Regions from separate parts of the Zea mays genome. Here all the other regions are linked to region 2. Evidence: chromatin contacts called from public Hi-C data. All regions are on one chromosome and are shown on one strand. Each heading gives the region's core, a stretch centred on a gene start, on an enhancer-like site or on the middle of the called end of the contact. The rest is flanking DNA. Distances are from core to core; before and after follow the strand shown.

Region 1 (4,760 bases), core at 1,371-3,870, 160 kb after region 2:
TCTACGGTTTCATGGGCGTCGAATTTCAAATGGATTAGCCGATTAGGTGTGGTATTTGGTCTCCATGCATGGACGTCAAAAAGGTCATGCCTGAACGAGTGCTCGCAAAGTACTCAGGTGTGCCGTGTGCGTTCACAACACAACCGACCATGGCAAGCCAGGACGGACGCCGTCCTGGAAGAAGAAAGCTCTGTACACGTGTAGATGAACCAACCAGGGACAGCATCAGGACGCAGACGCAATTCTCCACCATTCCCGAATTTGAACGTACAGTCGATGAGGACGTGAATTATGGCCGCACCTGAAATACTGCAACAACTATTATACAAACAGCCAGTAGATGTAATCATTGAAGCAAATTTTTTGATCCGTTAGTTCCAAATCCTCTTTTTCACTATCTTGGTCCCGTTAGGTGCAAGCAAGGTTGGACCAGAGAAATTTGAGACTCTGTGCCAAATCTAAAACAGCGTAATCTATATTTTTATTAAAAATCATTAATAACAATCTGCAAGTTACAGTAATATATATTGTAATATAATATCTAAAGAAACATATCTATTTTATTTGAATAACATCGTTCTTTTGGTGTGTTTTAAAGAAAATCTTGTATAATACGCGTATATTCGATCTTCTCCAAAGCTTCACTCTCGAGAGCTATTGTGGCTAAATATTACGTCTTTTGTGTCATTTATATGTCGTAGTAGAACATAAATATGAATTTAGTAACTTTAATTTAGAGAACTTCGTTCATGCGGACAGACATGTTAAGATCCCATGAAGATTCATTCTTTGTGAAGCGCTCGATAGTTCTGCTTCAGCGCAGTGATATGGTAAGGAGGAAAACAGGTGCTACATATATTAACATGTGTTGTAGAAAATCACAAAACTATAATAGATCTGCTAAGCTTTATGACCCTCAATTTTTGGAGACCCTGTGCGAGCGCACGACTCGCACATGGCTAGACCGGGCCCTGTGTGCAAGCGTGCAAAATTATATAAACTTTAGATACTGATAGATCACATAGCTGAAATAGACAAAATGGGTGCTATGTGGCATTGCTAAATTGGTGGCTAACATACCACTAGCATCAGTTACAGCCACGATGGTAATGCTACATCAGCAAAAGCACTCACTAAAACTGTTCAGTGATTATTTATTTGGTTCTATAAAGTTAGGGGTTAAACAACTAGTTTTAAAAATGAGAGAATGAATTAGACTACCCTCTAAGGGGTTACATGGATTTTTTTTCATTTTAGTTTTGTTTAATCTCTTATTTGAAGTGTAAAAATCGATAGAGAAGATGAGTCTCTGTATAGAGAAGATGTATAAACGTTTTATATATTTAGATGACATTGGAGAGTATAATATAGGAGTTACCGGATCTCGTGGAGCTCATAGTGCTCAACATCGGCCGCGACCACAACTCCACAAGGTGCTCAACGAGGAGGGGTTCCCTTCCTCGTGCTCATGGCGCTCACAACTACCTTGATCAAGGCCACCCGGCCTTCACCGCGGTGTACAAGCCGGCGCGGCGCGGCGTCGTACAAGCAGTCAAGCACGACAGCGAGCTAGGACGACAATCTGGTATTCTGATGGACAGATGGAGGCTTCCCGCGGCACGCGGCGGAGCAAGCTCACGGTGCTCACCATGTACGCCATGCACCTTGTCGACCTGTCGGAACGGTTGTCGGCTATCTCCATGGGGCAGCGCGCACGCCGCAACGGGCTGCCGTTCTCGTGCCGGCGCTGGCGCGACGGCGGGGCGGAGATAGTGGTGGCTTACGAGGCATTCCGGCGCCTGAGGGCTGTTGCAGTGAAGCCTATGACGGCCATCTCTGACCTCGGCACCATCCACGAGGGCATGATGACGGCATCTTTTCTTTGATTATTAAATACATGAAGAATCATTTTCTTTATTTTCATACAGACGGACCCTTAGTATAAATCATATTTATTACGGGGGCTTAAAAATTCAACAAAGAAAGTGCACAAAAAAAGAAACTTTTTATTGGAGTCACAACAATATTTTGGTCCATTTGCTTTGCCACAATAACGTTGTTTTTAATCACAAACCAATACGTCAATTCTACAAGTTATTTCAGACGAATGCATTAGCTTCGAATTTAATTAGAGACTGCTGCAGAAGAAATAATCATACCTAAAACCTCTCAATATCTATCAATCCTTAGAACCGGTGGCCATAAAGATCTTCACAAACCATAAATGGCGATCCAATGTTAGAATTATAGCTGCTTAATTTGTTTATGGTTCCAAATAGATGTTTTTTTATTTTCTCATAGTTGTATGTGGAGTTGTTTCTTTTACTTGTAACTATGCATGAAAGTGTAAAAGACTAAAATTTATTTTCTATTATAAAAAAAATCATGGTGTTTTTTTGTCAGGTTCGGTAAGCTGACGGACTAACGGACCGACCCAAGACGGTTATCAGACTGGCATATCATTCCTGAGTCACGGCAGCGGCACTTGGGCTGATCCACCACGGCCCGATTGCTAGTCCGGCCGAACGGGCTGTGCGGCTGTGCCGTGACAGACCCGTTCCGCCCGTTTGGCCTGGAATACGAGGCGAATAATTGGCCTACGATATGCATGTAGACTTGCATAGTGGTCTATGTCAAATCTTCTAGCGCTCGCAATTCTTCTCCTCTCCACCACGCCGGCGCCGACGGCCGGTGAACAGACCATCTGCAGCGATGCCACGTACGAGCGAAACAGCACATACAAGTCCAGTCTGAGGTCGGTAGCCGGCGCACTGACCGGGGACGCCGCGAGGCTGCACTCGTCCACCGGCGCTGCAGGGGAGGGCCCCGACAAGGTCTACGGCGCCGTGCTCTGCCGGGCGGACACAGCGGGTGCTGACTGCGCCAGGCGCCTCCGGGACGCCCTTGCCGCCATCACCGACGGGGACGGCCGCTCGCGTTGCGCGCTCCACAGGGACGTGGCCGTCTACTCCGAGCTGTACCAGCTCCGTTTCTCCGACAGGGACTTCCTCGCCGACTTCAGCAACGCGCCGGAATGGGTCGACGTCACGAACCCAGGCCCCGTGCCGCTCGCCGTGGCCGCGCGGTTCGACCAGCGGGTCACGGAGCTGCTGAGCGCGCTCGCTGACGCGGCGGCGGGGCGACCGGGCAGGTGGGCCGTCGGCGAAGCGCCGTGGTCGTCGTCGGGGGGCAGGGACCGGGCGGTGTACGCGCTGGCGCAGTGCACGCTGGACATGCCGCCGGACCACTGCCGGGCCTGCCTCGATGGCGCCATGGCAGAGCGGCGACGGAAGGTCGGCGGCGGCAAGATGGGCGCGGCAGTCTTCGGGGCGCGGTGCACCCTGCGGTATGAGATGGATCTGCAGTTCTTCAACGTCACTGGCAACAGCAAGATGCTGTCCCTGCGTAAGTTCCTGCCTAAGCACGTCAATCTAGAAGAAGAAGAAAACAAGTTTCCTTCTAGCATTACGAACCTGAAGGTCGCGTTATGTTTGTTATTCTGCAACCAAGAATTCAGCTGCCTCCCCGAAGTAGAGCTAATCAATCTGAACTAGTGCATATCGGCACTGCAAAGTTCTTGCGAAGTTGTCAAATCACATCCCTGATCATTTCGTGTATCATGTCCAGCTGGGAAGAAGAAAGACCGTGCGTTCGTCATCGTTGCAACAGCTTACGCTTCGGCAATCCTCTGTACACGCTTGCTTTTCTGGCTGCTAAGCGTCTGGAGGAAACAAAAAAGTAAGCTCATTATTTTTATAACAAAAAAAAGAAAAAGAAAAAGGGGAAACAAATACTTTGTTCCAATCTCATGTAACTATGGGGGGATGCACAATCAGGGAAAATGGACTTGACGGAGGAGCCCCAGAATGTGGATGAAATACTCAGGTCATGGAGAATTGAAGATGCTAGTTTAGAGTTCTCGCTGTATGATTTCTCTCAGATTGCTGATGCCACAGTCAACTTCTCACCCAAAAATATGATAGGGGAGGGCGGATTTGGCCCAGTTTACAAGGTATTTCCTTGCTATAATTGTATCAGTATGCCATGCATCAATTTATGAAAAAAAAAGTTCCATATATGATGAACTTTGCAGGGAGTACTTACTGATGGACAAGAGGTAGCGATAAAAAGACTGTCTGCTCGGTCACGACAAGGTCTAGTAGAGTTCAAGAATGAGATCCAGGTTATAGCAAAGCTTCAGCACAGAAACCTCGTCAGGCTCCTTGGCTGTTGCATCCATGAAGAAGAGAAGATGCTGGTCTACGAATACCTGACGAACAAAAGCTTGGACCACTTCATTTTTGGCATGCCCTCACTACAAAATGCTCATCATTTCATAACTGTATTCGTTCTCGTATGCAGAAATTAACACTACAGTCTCGCGTTGCGTTGCTTGTAGATCCAATCAGACAGGCATCGCTTGATTGGAAGAGACGGATTAAAATAGTTGATGGTATAGCCCAGGGACTCCTGTACCTCCACAATCTCTCGAGAATACGCATCATCCACAGGGACTTGAAAGCAGGTAACATCCTGTTAGATTCTGACCTAAACCCGAAAATCTCTGATTTCGGGATGGCGAGGATATTTCCATCGGATGCCACTCAAGCAACAGCCAGCAGACTCGTGGGCACATAGTAAGGGTATTATAGTTACTAGTTCTGTTACTAATATTTCTATCAAAGCATTTGCATTCTGACTACATGCATTCTCTCCTCTAGTGGATACATGGCTCCTGAATATGTGTCTGATGGCCTTCT
Region 2 (4,311 bases), core at 179-2,678:
ATATGTATTAACTTATAGATTTATAAACCCTTATTATAATAAGATAGCAACAAGCATCATTATAAAGCAATTTATCATCCATTCCACACACATAAAACATTTTATTGCACAACACTAACATCATATGCTTCTAGAAACAAAGTTCACAAAACGATAACAAATAATCAAATATTAAATATACAATGTAGGTATGTAGCCATGCAATAATACAAATATTTAAGCACATGACATATTCACACATCTCCATATCACAAATCATAACTACGAGAAAACAAGACTATGAAAGATGAGATGACACCAACGACTAAATAAACTAGTGTTGTGCCTCGCGAGCTAGTTCACGAGCTAATCCGAGCTGATTCATTAGAGAACCGAGCTAGAATGCTAGCTTGGTTCGCTATAAAATTAAAACGAGCCGAGTCGAGCGAGTTATCGAGCCACGAGTATTTTGTTCAGCCCTGGTCTTTACTATGGATATTCGTCTCACCTGGGCAAGTGTTAGCGGAGAAGCGTACTTTTTTTTTTTTGCATGTAGGACAGAGGTGTTCTCGTCGGTTCCATGAGATTGAAGGCCAAGTCGGTTGTCCTCGTCTCTTTGTTCAAAACTTGGCATGAGATGCTAAAGACACATGCAATTATAGATTTCTAGCACCAATTGTAATTGCATAGTACTTGAATATCAACGCGCTAAACATACTTACTATGCAAAGCAAGAGATGATGTAATTGCTAGGACCGAGAATTCTGGCAAAAAGTATTTTGGCGGGAATGTATCTTGGATAAGTATTTTGGTGGGAATGAGGTGCTTCAAAAAGGAATATACGTGGAGAGTTAAGAGTTGATGAGAAGGTTTTCAAATAAAAAATTATAAGAGATGAGAATTGAGAAATGATCAAAATTATATTGTCTATTAGATTTGTGCAAGGGAGACGTGTTATCTAGTGATTTGAACTGTCGGTTTTAATTGTGTGTTAAATTTGAGTATAATTTATCTGGTGGATTTAGTGGATGTTATGAGCGTGTGTTGATTTGGTTGGATGTATTTTATAAAGTTTAAATTTATGGATTATACAGTGGTATAGATTTAACACCGTCGTAAATACATGCAAACACTTAAAACTGGAATCACGTAAACACTTAAAACTGGAATCACGTAATTTTAGGGAAATTTGGATCCATACCATTAAAAGATCACCACTTTGGATCCATACCATTACTATCTCACTTACATGTGGGTCCACATGAGTCAATGACATGTGGGGTCCATGGTATATATCTAAAGTTTGGATCTTTTAATGGTATAGATCCAATTGTTCCTAAATTTTAACACATGTAACCATGTGTTCGGACCATAGTCTATAGATAGCAACGCGTGCTCATCCATTAACGTTGGAGACTTGGAGTGAAGCTGTCCATTTTCGACCAACCCTACTCGTCTCGTACCGTCCAAGACGGGGCAAAGAATGCCCGGGGAAGCCGGCGAGCTGGAGCCTGGCGGCAGCTTGGCACCGATCGTCCTCCATTCCCGTCGCTCCCGACCTCCTCCTAATTTATCCCACCCGGCCTCCCCGGTTCGCCCCGACCACATCCCCCCCTTAACCTCCCCTCCTCCTCCTCCTGCGGTCCCAACTCCCATCCTTCGGTTCAGGAGGGAGGCAGGCAGGCAGGAAGGCAGGTTCGAGGAGGGATTGGCTCCGCTCCTGCTCCATTGCGCGTGATCCGGCTCGTTCTTTTGATTGATCTAGGCGTTTCTTGGATTAGTCCTGGAAGGTCAAACGGTTGTTGGAAGCCTCGCTGGGTGCTTCAACGAACGCGAAGGTGTTGCTGTCATTTAGAGCGTCTTGATTGGATTTGACCTGTTGGCCTGGTGGCGTGCCGTCGTTGATTGAGCTCGAGGATGATCAAGTGGGGGCTCAGCAGCGGCACGCCCGCGGATTCCTACTACGAGGTCCGGTCAGATTGCACGGACGGTGTGCCCAAGAGCAAGTTCAAGATTAAGGTCTGGGTTTTCTACCTTCGTATGTCTGTCTGTCTTTTGTTTCATTCTGTATCCATTAATTTTGATTGTGGTGTGATTGTGTTTGATGGTATCGCAATTTGGCCACTCTATACATTTTCCTTTGGGCCCTGTAGTATTGGTGTGATCAAGGAAACATAAACAAAATTTACAAATGAGTATCGTGTAGCTGGAAAGATGGAGAAACTATCGGTTCATTGCTGCAACAACACATCTTGCTCTGCTATATAAATTGCTGGTTTAATAAAGAAGGGATGTTTTTGGAATACTACTAGCATCAATCTTCATCCTTGTCTTAACAATATCTCATTTCCTTTCCAAACCTCATCAGCACCAAATAGATAAGCCACTCAATACATTCAGTTCCTTCATTACTCTTTTATAATCAAATCCTGCTGCAGAATTCAAGTTGCTCAGTTTATGAAATAGTTACGATCAGGTCAGATCGAAGACACAGAGAATTGGTGCAAGCATACTTACTCCCGTATCAATATTGATAGCATTTTTACGTCTTCTGTTGAGGACATGATGCCACTCTTGTTCTTTTCTCTACAAAGCACAATCCTTTCTTGTTCCAATCGACTATATCTTATCTACTTCATTTCAGGCTGGCAAAACATTAAGTGCTCGGAAATGGCAGGCTGCATTTAGTCCTGATGGCTGTCTTGATATTGCCTCAGTCCTAAGCAGGATACAGAGAGGAGTAAGATTCCTTAGTTTCATATATGCTCTTGATGTTTCTTATATGTGTTATGTTCATTTAGTAATGTTACATACCATTCAATATGATCTTTTTTAGGGTGTCCATCCAACAGTCAGAGGAGAGGTTTGGGAATTCTTACTTGGCTGTTTTGATCCCAGAAGTACCTTTGATGAAAGGGAAGAGATCAGGCAAATACGGAGGTAGGTACTTTAGCAAAATATACATGCATTTACTGTTTGTTAGGTATTTTTTTCTCATTAGCAGATTTGTAAGTATTTACTCTCTTAAATGTAAAGATTGAGAGTAATGCCTGTTGATTCACCAATTAAACATTTGCTCTTTTCAGCTAGTTATTCCATATTGGATCATCATTTTCTTTTCCTGTTTTCTCTTACAAAGACAATTATTTCTACCAAGAAAAGTTAGTGTGAACCCTATGGCACAGACAAAGAATCTTTTTTGGCGCCATCAGGAGTGTATCAAGTTTTCTTCCCCCTTTTTGGGATGGCAAGCTTCAGTTTATACTCAGTTACCATAAAAATCAATTCTTCAGTTCCTCCCCTTGTATTGTCCTAGGATCCTAGCATTGCAGATCTTCTTTCGATCTGTAATATTTTATTCCTATGATTTTTATTTATAAAAATAAAGAACTATCAACAAAACAAGTTCACTTAGCCTGATTTTTTTACCTTATGAATTACACAGGATACAGTATGCCAGATGGAAGGAAGATTGTCGACAGATGGATTCTCATGTTGGTAGTGGTAAAGTTATCACAGCACCACTTATCACTGAGGATGGCAGACCTATTAAGGATCCTCTGGTTTTACTTGAGGCTACTTCTGACACGAACACTTCAGGAGATGCTCCAACTACCAGCATAAATGGAAATGAAGTTGATGAATCTGCAGAACGCATTACCGATAAGCAAATTATCGAGTGGAAGCTGACATTACATCAAATTGGTATGCTTTAACATTATTCTTTTTCTCTATTTCCTTGGATTGTTTTATGTTTTCTCCCTATATTTTTATTGACTTTTGAATATCAATATAGGGCTTGACGTCCTACGGACTGATCGCACCATGGTATTCTATGAGAACAAAGAAAACCTTTCCAAATTATGGGATATTCTAGCCGTGTATGCATGGATTGACAAAGATGTTGGTTACTGCCAAGGTTAGCAACATCAGACATGCAGAGAAAACTCATTCAGAGTCCAAATAACCTTACAGGTTATTATTGCTTATGCTTAATACAGGAATGAGTGATTTGTGCTCACCAATGATAGTTCTACTAAACGATGAAGCAGATGCATTTTGGTGCTTTGAGAAATTGATGCGTAGATTGGTATGTCTTGTGTTTTGTAATTTTTCTTATAAAAATACAAAAACATACATTGGTACTGTTGCGAGACACCTAATTTGCTTTCTTTCATGTTTGACAACATTCTGATCACTTCGATGATTGAAATTTAGCGAGGAAATTTCAGATGCACAGATCAATCTGTGGGAGTTGCCAACCAACTTCAACACCTTGCGTCTATTATTCAGGTTCTTGACCCCAAGCTACATGACCACCTAGGTAAATAT
Region 3 (4,609 bases), core at 1,925-4,424, 150 kb before region 2:
CATGCAAGGTCTGGTACTCCGGTCTCCATTTTCGTGTCCGTTTGCCAGTCGCCGCACGTCGGAATTAGGAGTGTACGTCAATCTTGTTTGTGGGCCCTTGGTCTACAGGATGTAAACTGATGGTCACTCCTCACCGGACATGCTAAAAGGAATCGACGGCTACGTTGCATCTGGCTGAGAAAAAGAAGGGAGGTTCCTGGGATTTATTTGGCTGTGCTGAACTGCTGTTAGGAAGCTTTAGCTGCATTTCTGTCAGTGGCACTGAAAGATGAGAAGTTCAGTCTTTGCATCTAGGCTAGAGTTGTTACTTGTGCTACAGCACTACAGCTCCAGAGTGGAGTGTTGCGAAGTTCCATTCCTATCGAAACAATACTAATGTGCGTGTCGATCGCTAACAAATGTGGTTTGTGTGTTCCCAACAGGCCAGAGCATACGCAAGAGCGATGAAGGCGACCCTCTTCTTCTCGAGCGCGACGCACAACATCAACGTGAACAAGATCTTCAAGTTCATCACGGCCAAGCTCTTCAACCTCCCGTGGACGGTGGAGCGCAACCTCACCATCGGCGAGCCCATCATAGACTTCTGACGACCCCTTCCTCTAACTAGTAACTCGGCAGCACACGCACGACGACCCTTGGTATATATCATGGGTTGACAGGGTCGTGTCTTTCGATCCTCTTGCCCTGTGCGAGCCGCCGGAGCCATGAAGTGACCGAGCATGCCCGTCGTCCTCTTCCTCCTGGTGGCCGGCTGCAGCAGGCAAGATGCCCTTTGTAAATATAGCCATAGGTGACGGTCCCGCGTGCGTGCGGCCGTGCGGGAGCGTCGTCAAATGGGAAGAAAACCGCGAGGTGTGACTGTGATGTAACACCCCGTCTGTAACATTCGCCAGAGTATATAGGAAATCCATGTTAATATACCCTCCATTCCAACTGACAAAGGCATGCGCTGGCGCGTGGCGGCTTGCTGCCGGTGCAGAACCTCTTCTTTCTCCTCACCCGGGCCTATTTGGTTCAGCTTTTTTCTGACCAGTTTTTCTGAGAATCTAGCTGTGGAAAGAATCTGGCTGTGAGAGAATCTGAGTATTGTGTGGATTACGTGCGGAGGAAGATGAAGTGGTCCAAAGGGTTCAGGATCTAGAAAGCAATAAATTCCTACTATCATGACGATTCAACTGATTTTGTGTTCATATTGATTTTGGATGGTTTTTTTTCAAAAGATTCTTATAGAAGCTGGCTGAAAAGCTGGGGCGTTTGGCGATCTGCAGCAGCTTTTGGTGGCCAAAAGCTGGAAAAAGCCTAAACAAACAGGGCGTGCTTGCATGCGTCTTGAGGCGTGCAAGCAGTTCAGGTTCCTCCGTTCCTGTAGTTGGTTATTTGTACATCTGTGAGTTATTTGCACGACGAGTCAATTTATGCTACCCCGTCACAACTCACAAGTTAGTTATTTCCTTGTCTGCCTGAGGTCCAAAGTCGCTATCACCTGTGCTGCTGTGCAGCCATGTTCGGCTGCAGCGACTTCAACCAGTCTCGGCTCAGCCGTTTTACAGTTTATTTATTAATTGCTGCAAGGGTGTGCTTGCCGCTACGAGTATAGTATAGTTCAGAGGAGGTTATACATACCGTGTCCCGAGGAAACAAGAACTGCAAAAATGAGAGCCTCTTTGGCTGTTTGTCTGGGAACTTATGTACTATGGTCAGCTAATGTTTTTTTTCCGTCTTCGCAGCAAAATTAACGGACATGTAACGTGTGTCGACGTGAACTCGTGATTAGTGCGTTCACGGATGCCTGTTTGATAATCTCCGGATCGTGTCTGTGGTCTGATTTTTTTTGTTTACTGGGCTCTCTTCCAAGTTCATGCATATTAGGTTGGGTTTAACCAAAGTCAAAACACATCAGCCGAGGCTTGTTCGTTTTGCTCTCAATTCACATGTGGATTGGATGAGATTGAGTAGGTTTAAATCCTAAAATAGTCAAAATCTCTTATATTTTTTTCCATTCTTATTCAATCCACATGAGGTAGGAATAACCGAACAAGATCTGATACGGTGGCGCAGACTAGAGATGGCAATGGGTACCCGCGACCCGATACCCGATGGATATTTACTCCATTAGGGATATTTACTACATATGTGAGCTAAATATTTTACCCGTGGGTCTGTTATTGGGCAAAAATCTTCACCCAATGGGTAAACGGGTATTAGAACGTTCCGTCTTCACCCATACATGTTAACCTGTGGGTATAAAATACCCAATATAAACTTAGCCCAAGCATGAACTTGAACTTTAGTCATCCATATTTTTTACTATTTAACAACCTTTTAGACCATAATGTCATAGAAGGCTTAACGACAATTTAATGACCATTTGTAATGATGCTAGAAAATTTTGTAATGGTATTTATATGGATATACTTGATATTTGTATAGTATAAAATTTTGATAGATATTTAATTTTGTGGGTACGAGTGACCCGATGGGTGACCCATACCCACATGAGTATGGGTATGGGGGTAAATTCATACCCACCGGTGTATATGGGTGACCCGGTGGGGTTGTTTTTGTGTCGTGGGTATGGGTATGGGGTAGTAATACCCGGTGGGTATTTACTCATTGCCATCTCTAGCGCAGACGATCAACGTATGTCGGTTCAACTGGCCATTCAGTGGGGTTTTTCTTCAAATCTTAGAAAGTTTGGGTGAACATTCCTCCAACTTCACCATTGCTGAGCAGGGGCAGACCCGGTTGTGTTGAGTTTTCTGGTTTTAGTGGATATTTTGATCATATTTAATGTAGTTATCAAGGTTCTATTTAGACCCCCGCTCAGTTGTTGGGCCTCTACTTAAATGTTGGGCTGGGTCGGCCTCTCTTGGTGAGTATATTAAAATATGGAAAAGTTTGGTTTTAAAAGACCTTAAATATTTATACAGGAGTGTTATTTCATGTTTTGGTCTCACACTGTTTGAATGGTCAAAAGAGTATCGAACGGAAACCGAACCATGTGACTTTTTTCGTGGAAAATTGCAGCATACCAACTGGGCCATGCTGGCCTGGTTTCGCAGGGACATGGTGGGAGTCGAAGCGGAACCGAGTGTGCAGCCCAATAGCATCCTGGGCGTACGGCCCATGAGAAGAACACGGCATTGATTCCCGGAGAAAACCCTAGACTGCGGCGGGCGCCTTCCCATAAAAGCACAGCTCTTGTGTCCCCGCCGCCGCCACCTGCTGCAGCTTCTCAACCGGATAGGTAGCACCGGAGCAGGTAGAACGCTGCACAATCCCCTTCGCCGCCGCCAAGATGGTAACCGCCTTCTTCCCCGTCTCTCTCTGTTGAGTAGATGAGGGTTTTCAGATTGGTGCGTGGGAGTAGATGACTGTTTTCACTTCCATTTCTGGATGTGATGGCTCTCTCGGGTTTAACTTGGTCGGTGGCTGTTATTTATGTAGATACTTGTGATTCTTCGTCCGTTATTTTTTCTTGTGTGTGGTAGTTGGATTTGTAGCGTTGCCCCTATATGTTGTTAGATCTGTGGAGCATGCTGCATCACAAGGAAATATGCGATTCCTAGTGGGACCCATCCTCGGTGCTTGTATTTCTTTGTTTTTAGATTCAGTCTAGAGGATTTATGTTAAACTTGAGGTGTGCAGCGCATAACTTTGTTTGTTGAACTGATGTGATGCTGCAATGGCTGCTTATACTTTCTATAAGTTCTCTTGGATGCACTGTCACAATTGTACCTGAACTTTGGTGTGATTCCTGGTTATCTTTTGTTCAAATGCGTAATGCTTTTGTTGGGTCTTATGATGGCATGAATCTTTGAGACCTGATTATTCTCATGATGACAAACTATACACAATCTTCTGAGGACCTATACGTTCTGATTTGAGTTTCAATTTCATTTCCCAACTTATATTGAACTTGTCTACGCATCTGTTTACGATTTGATCTTCAGCTACTAAGAGCAAACACCAAGAGACTACATTCTTCCTAATTAATATGAATAGAAAAAATACCCTCCAACAGCTTATCTAAATGGTTATCCAAATATAACCATCTTTTATTCCTGGTTTCTCGCTAGTCGAAGATAGAAAACGTGAACTGCTCTCTAGAGTGCAAACAAGATATACAAAGTGTTTTTATTCAATTGACCCTCATAGAAAGTGTTTTTTATTCAATTGACTGCTCTCTAGAGATGGATATGAAATGTTGTTTTAACATGTGCAGTTTGTTTCACATGTTATACAGGTGAACGTTCCTAAGACCAAGAAGACGTACTGCAAGAACAAAGAGTGCAAGAAGCACACACTCCACAAGGTGACTCAGTATAAGAAGGGCAAGGATAGCCTGTCTGCCCAGGGAAAGCGCCGTTATGACCGCAAGCAGTCAGGATATGGTGGTCAGACCAAGCCTGTCTTCCACAAGAAGGTAATGCAGCATATCTATTTGATTGTACTTATACCTTTGTCTGTTTTGATGCTAGCATGAATGTCTGAAAATATCTGCGAATTCTAAATGCCTGTTCAGTGATTAATGTGGGATATGACAAATGAGATTGTATTTATACCTTTCAGGCCAAGACCACCAAGAAGATTGTTCTGAAGCTGCAGT

What was found. A called contact is a pair of places that touch in the nucleus more often than the background predicts.
Region 1: a Hi-C map of leaf shows a contact between it and region 2, with 2.2 times the contacts expected there. The contact joins the promoter of LOC100279706 here to the promoter of LOC100281478 in region 2. A contact is called at or near these places in 7 of 25 Hi-C or Micro-C datasets (bundle sheath, endosperm, leaf and 1 more).
Region 3: a Hi-C map of leaf shows a contact between it and region 2, with 5 times the contacts expected there. The contact joins the promoter of LOC100280597 here to the promoter of LOC100281478 in region 2. A contact is called at or near these places in 4 of 25 Hi-C or Micro-C datasets (ear, leaf and tassel).

The regions. Positions count from the first base shown.
Region 1 is chr2:210,556,584-210,561,343 of Zm-B73-REFERENCE-NAM-5.0, forward strand. It overlaps LOC100279706, which reads left to right and starts at 2,621. Exons shown (of 7, transcript NM_001152666.2): 1 at 2,621-3,405; 2 at 3,628-3,738; 3 at 3,837-4,012; 4 at 4,094-4,304; 5 at 4,400-4,637; 6 at 4,722-4,760. The coding sequence starts at 2,631.
Region 2 is chr2:210,395,674-210,399,984 of Zm-B73-REFERENCE-NAM-5.0, forward strand. It overlaps LOC100281478 (TBC domain containing protein), which reads left to right and starts at 1,429. Exons shown (of 11, transcript NM_001154396.2): 1 at 1,429-1,998; 2 at 2,624-2,719; 3 at 2,816-2,919; 4 at 3,425-3,684; 5 at 3,776-3,898; 6 at 3,981-4,069; 7 at 4,198-4,303. The coding sequence starts at 1,897.
Region 3 is chr2:210,247,725-210,252,333 of Zm-B73-REFERENCE-NAM-5.0, forward strand. LOC100280597 (60S ribosomal protein L44) reads left to right here and starts at 3,175. Exons shown (of 4, transcript NM_001153516.2): 1 at 3,175-3,301; 2 at 4,247-4,426; 3 at 4,573-4,609. The coding sequence starts at 3,299. LOC111591013 (small nucleolar RNA R66) reads left to right here and starts at 3,798; the gene lies at 3,798-3,869. It overlaps LOC100284743, which reads left to right. Exons shown (of 6, transcript NM_001157638.2): 6 at 423-941. The coding sequence ends at 587.